Linked DNA regions of Ovis aries: region 1 is linked to region 2. The links are chromatin contacts, called in public Hi-C maps. All regions are on one chromosome and are shown on one strand. Each heading gives the region's core, a stretch centred on a gene start, on an enhancer-like site or on the middle of the called end of the contact. The rest is flanking DNA. Distances are from core to core; before and after follow the strand shown.

The links. A called contact is a pair of places that touch in the nucleus more often than the background predicts.
Region 1: a Hi-C map of liver shows a contact between it and region 2, with 2.8 times the contacts expected there. The contact joins the promoter of CENPO here to the promoter of NCOA1 in region 2. A contact is called at or near these places in 3 of 16 Hi-C or Micro-C datasets (hypothalamus, liver and muscle).

What each region holds. Positions count from the first base shown.
Region 1 is chr3:32,297,906-32,300,858 of ARS-UI_Ramb_v3.0, forward strand. It overlaps CENPO (centromere protein O), which reads left to right and starts at 1,282. Exons shown (of 8, transcript XM_012165894.5): 1 at 1,282-1,322; 2 at 1,995-2,104. The coding sequence starts at 2,059. PTRHD1 (peptidyl-tRNA hydrolase domain containing 1) reads right to left here and starts at 1,548. Exons shown (of 2, transcript XM_015094251.3): 1 at 1,284-1,548. The coding sequence starts at 1,535.
Region 2 is chr3:32,062,404-32,065,202 of ARS-UI_Ramb_v3.0, forward strand. NCOA1 (nuclear receptor coactivator 1) reads left to right here and starts at 1,341. Exons shown (of 22, transcript XM_060411940.1): 1 at 1,341-1,511.

The DNA of each region.
Region 1 (2,953 bases), core at 32-2,531, 240 kb after region 2:
CAAGAGAGAGGGAGATGTCCAAACCACATGATTTCTTGAAGTCTTCCTATAAAAGTCCTATAAAAAGAATCCAAAGGAAAGACTATCTATTTCTTTTCTTCCTTACAGATTCTCAGGACTTCTCCCTGCAGGTTACTATTTGATGTTTCAACACTCAACAGCAAGTTTTCTCTTGAAAAATAATGCTTTTGCCAGCTGGTCAAGAAGGAATTACCCCAACCCTCCAAGTCAGTTATTAAGATAAATTTTATGAGAAGAAAGCTGCTTTAAAATGAAAGCAATCATTTTTTCATTATAAAATATGTGCTTAATGTAGAAAAGTAAAAACAGAGAGAGAGAAGCATTACTAAAAAATACAAAATTCCACTGTTTAATATTTGGATGTATTTAGTTTTTCCTTTCATAATCTGGATCATTTTGTATGTAGAATATAGTTCAATGAGCATCACGTCATGAGCACTCTTCCACGCCAGCTAAATGTACTTCAAAAACACGACTTAGACTAGTTTCATAATAATCCATTATCAGGGCCAAAGTTTAGCCAACTCATCGTATTGGAAATTTAATGATTTCCACATTTTTTACTATTATAAAACGTCCCTATGAGTATCTTTGTGCAAAGCTCTTTGGGTGCATCTTGTTATTTTCTTAAGATACATTTCTAGAGGCAGAATTGACAGAAGGTAAGGGTAAGATCTGTTTGGCCACCTGTAAAAAGAACCTTACCTCTGATGCTACGTTCAAATCACACTAGGGTTCACATTTATTTTCAAATTTTGGGGTCAGACCCAGGTAAATGCTTCAGTTTGATTTCACTTGCAATAAGGAACCCTGAGTCCCTACCCTTCTGAATCGGTTTTCTGGAGAGGGATAAGGACTGTACTTTTCGGCACAGCCATTAAAAGGCCAGCACAGCACTCAGGTAGAAAGACAGGTAGAAACCCCTCCGCCCTCACAGGCATCTATTTAAGAGGGACGCAGGTGAGACCGGAGCGGCGCGGAAAGCATTTATAACCGGCCGGGTGTCCACTCTTCACACCGTCAGGCCCCGCCCCGTCTAGCTAAGGCTCGCTGGGCAGTAGCTCAAGCCCCAGAACCGTTTCCACACAAACACACACACGCCACACCCACCCCATGATGCTATGCGCCCCCCCCCCCCCCCGCCAACATACATACACACTAATGCCACACCCACTCCGTGAAGTTAGGCGCCTGGACTCAAAACTACACCCACTTCCGACCCAACGTTCTCAAGGTCCCACCCCCTCTTCCTAGTGCCTCACCTCGAGGACCACCTTGCGCATGCGCTCAAGCTCACGGAGGTAAGCGGCTGTGTGCGGATGGTCGCGGTGAAGGTGCAAGGCCGCGGTGGCTGCGTGACAGGCCTGTGCGACCACTGCGCCTGCTGGCCAGGAAAACGGAGGCTGTGATAGATCCTTTCGTAACACCAAGTACTGTACTAGGATCTGCGGTTCTCCGCCAGAGGCCGCCATCTTCCTGCTCAGCTGAAAGGCCGGGCCTATCCCGCGGTGCATGCCGGGATCAGGGAGGGGCCCTGAGCGCCGCCATGTTTTTGTACGGCGGGAGCGCAAAGCACGCTGGGACTCGGCTTGATTTTTGTAGCCGAGGATGGCGGGAATTCTTAGCCTTGGCTAGAGTGAGCAAGAGGAGAGGTAATAAAGGGAAAGCCAGACCCAGTGGCGGACGGGGCTCTGACCAGGGTGGAAGGCTGAGAGGCCTCTTAGCAGCCCCTTCCGTGTGCGAGGAAACCCAGAGAGGGGATCCAGAGGCGTGGTGCCGGGGCAGCGCGCAGGGACCGGGAGGTAGACACCGACTCGCACCTGGGGATGGGCCGGGCGGGTCAGGGAAGGGGCATCCTAGCGAATACGCTTGGGGTGTCGGGGCTCAGGGGTGCGTGTCTGCGTTGTGTGAGCTGGCCCTGTGGGTTTGTCGTGAGTGTGAATACGTTCTTGCCATTTTCTTTTGCCCGCAAGGATAACTCAGTTACTGGTGCATGGACAACTTTTCTAGGAAGGCCTTTGAAAATCTGAGGAGGAGATGGAGCTGGCAAATACGTTAAGACAAGACGGCGAGTCTCGCGGAGGTATTCAAAGGTTCACATTTAACTACTGCTCCTCAAAATAATTCTCAGGCTGAAAGCCCGTTTCTCCTCTAACCCGAAGTTTGGGAGTAGGATGATGAACAAAACTAACATGGAAGACTTAAAGGCAGCTGAGATCATTGGAGCAGGAAAAATGACTTTTATTTCTAAGCTCTTTTCCCTTTTTCGACCAGTAGGTTGCATGCAATAGTATACAAATGTTCGTATTCAGAGCTGCAGTTCTAGCCAATGAGCCTTCTTTTCTTCTCAGAACTTTTGGGGGGCCATTTCCCGCATTACTCCAGTGGAAGGGGCCTTGCCAGGCAGTGACCGATGTTGGTTAGACCTGGGTTTGAGTCTGGCAGTGTCATTATAAATATTGTGGCCTTGGCCAAGTTATTTCACTTTTCTCTGCCTTGATTGCTTCATCTGAAAAAATGGAGGAAATAATATTGTCGTGGTGGTTGTGGAACTTAGGTAAGTAATTGTTTTGCTGCTTTTCATCGAGGCATTTAGCAGATGCATAATGTATAGGAGATACAAACGCTTCAATTCTTTACATGCTTTGCAAGTAAAGGATCTAGTGTAAGTGTCTTAATATGTAGGAAATGTTCGCAGATGCTTCATTGCCAGAGTTGATTAGCATTTTAAAACTAGGACCTCAACTATATTGGTCTTTAGTCTCTTGGAAAGTGAGATTGCCAGAGTTTCTGTCTGTTGGTGAGCTTGTTTTCTTGTTTAATTTTGGTGGACAGTTCCTTTTAGTGTGTGCTTTTATAGTTCTATGCTCCTGATACTTTTCAGGGCTTCAGAATACTCACTCAAGTCTTTATGGATGTCTAAATCCAAACA
Region 2 (2,799 bases), core at 91-2,590:
AACGGAGGACTTTGCAGTATCAAGCAAGGCCCTATAATGGGGGTGGTGGTGGGGAGGGGCACTGAATCTGGATCTGGCAATGTGCAGTAAGAGTAGCCCCGCCAGGAGACAGGATTACCTACACAAGCGGTGCCTTTGTAGACTTCACACAGTTTGGATTGGACCAGACTGGGAGGTATGTCCTACACAAGCAGATTAACCTGGCGAATAAGAGATACATAGCTCTGGGTATTTTCAGCGATTATTGCGGACTCTGCAGGTGGCGAGATGTTCTGCAAAACCAGGTGAGAGCAAGAACTAATGAAATGCACCTAGAGCTCCAGGAATAAGAATGAAATGAGCCTAAGATGAATGTGGGGTGTGGGCTAAAGGTTCCTTTACGAGCAGGATCCGATCGAGGGCACGGCAGCGAATGATCGCAGGATGGAGTACCTGCCTCTGGAAGGAATGGCTCACTGACTCAGAGAGGTGTCGAGGAGGTTGGTGTTTTCAATGCAAAGTCAGATTTCAGTTAGGAGAAGGGGTGTAAAAGGATTTCTAGAGGTTGCTTTTACTGAGAGAGAAACAGCAGAAAACGCTGGGAGACAGCAACAGCAGGACTGGATTGAGGGAGGTGCCGACAGCTACCTGGAAACAGGAGTGCAGGAAAGGATAGCTGCTTTACAAAGCACCTCCGCAGCCAGCGACTCATTCATTCTAGGGACAACCCGAGGAAAGAAATAGGTATTACATCCCAGCCTCTGGAAGTGAGGGGTGCTTTCACGTGATAAGGCGATCACTGCTCATAAAGCCTGTTCAGCCCCTGTTTGATTTCTCCAGTGACAAGGAACACTCTACTTTGGGAAGTAGCACTTCTATTATAAAAATTTTAAAAAGCGAATCGAAAAGAAAAAAGGTGTAGACCCCCTTTGCGGGGAAAGCTCTGTCAATGACAGACATTTTGGGTAATTCATGGAATTGCACAGCCAGACGCTCCAGTCACATTTTTTTTTCCATCTGTAAAACGAAGGGAGCAGATGATCTTTCTTTTCCCTTATCTAATAGCCTGTGAAATCATCCAGGCAACCAACTCCCAATTTTTCAGAATATAAAACGAGGCCCTCGGAGGTGGCTCGCTCGAGGTAATACAAGAAATCCGCGGAGGGACAGGCCAGACCCGACTCCTCCCGGGTCTATCCCGCGCCCCTCGCCGCTCCGCACCTTCCCGGACGGGATTGGGCCAGCCGGAGGCTGCAGGCCGGGCGGCCTAGCTGAAAGCACCCTGGGGTTCGAGGCGGCTTCCCGGCAGCAGTCAAAGGAACGCCCCGAGGGGAGGGGGAAGAGTTAGGGCCTCCTTTCCCACACTTCGTTAGGACGCGGGCCGGGGCGGGACCGCGGCAGCTCTCCCTCGGGCCTGCGGCCGGCAGGGGGCGCGGGGCGGCTCCTCGGTCCGCCGCCCCGCGGCGCGGGAACTGGCTGCCCCGGGCGCGCCGTCGGAGCTCGCGGGCGCCGGGTCGCGGAGACTCCGCCAGGTTGAGGGTTCAGGGGCAGCGCGCCGGGCGGGGCGGCAGGCGGCGGGCGGCGGGCGGCGGGCGGCAGGGCGGGGCGGGGCGGCCGGGAGCCGGCGGGGCGGGGCGGGGCGGGGCGCGAAGGGGGCGGGGCCGCGAGCAGGGGGCGGCGGCGGCGGCGGCGGCAGCCGAGGAGGAGGAGGAGGAGGAGGAGGAGGAGGAGGAGGAGGAGGAGAACATGGCGGCCGCGGAGAGCGGCTGAAATGCCTGTTCTTCAGGCCAGGAGAGCGGGAGTCTGACGCGATTCTCGAAGCCTTCTCCTTAGACGGCCGGACCGCGGCCTCCAGCGCCTCGGCCGCCCTGTTCCCTGTTGCTCCGTCCAGCGGAGCCTGTGTCGGGTCCGTTCTGCATCCCCCCTGAGGGGGGACCCCCTGGCTCCGGAGGAGGGGGCCGGAGAGCCGCGGCGGCGGCGGCGGCGGGCTCCCGGCCCGAGCAGCGGCGGAGGCCGCGGCGGCGCCGCCACGGTCGCGGGCGAGCGCGGCGCCCGTCAGCGCGGCCCAGAGGCGGCGGCGGCAGGTGAGTGGCGGACGGCGGGCGCCGAGCCTCCCGGTGGGTGCAGCTGTCACGAGCCGCGCGGCCGCTGAGGCCCTAGGGGGCGGGAGCAGCTGGCGCCCCCTCCGCCCCCCGCTCTCCTTTCTCTCCGCTCTTCCCCCCTCCCACTTTCCCCGAGTTCTCCCTCGGCCTCGCGCGGCTGGAGGGGGCGGAGGTCGCAGCTGTCACGGGCACCAGCTGGGGGCTGCGTCGCGGAGGGAAACTGCTGCAGCAGCGACTTTGGCTTGCCCGTGTTTCCCAGTTGCCCTAGTTAGCGCGGTCCGGGCGAGCATCCGCGGAGGGTGCGCGAGGCTCGCGGCTGCCGGCCCGGCGTGGGGAGCGGCGCCCCGAGCCCGCGGGCGCTCCCCGCCGCCGAGAGGGGGAGCCGGAAGTCGGCGCGGGCGCCCCTCGGCCCGGGCGAGCGCGGTGACCTTGGCAAGCCGGGTAACCTCTCCGAGTCTTCGCTTGCCGGGACTGCGAAATGGGGATGACCGTGGCGAGCGTTCCCGTAAGCCCCAGCCTTCGACGGCGCTTCTGTTTTACCCCCCGCGCACTTGCTTTTCCCGTCTCCAGACAGAGGGATTTCGAAGGCAGAAATGGGATGGATAAGTGAGATTTTTTTCCTGTTGTGTCTAGGGTTTGGTCCCCATCGTCAGATTCCGCTGAAAGGACGTAGGAAGTGGGGAGTAGGGGGGCAAACACGTCGGCTGGATGACTGAGG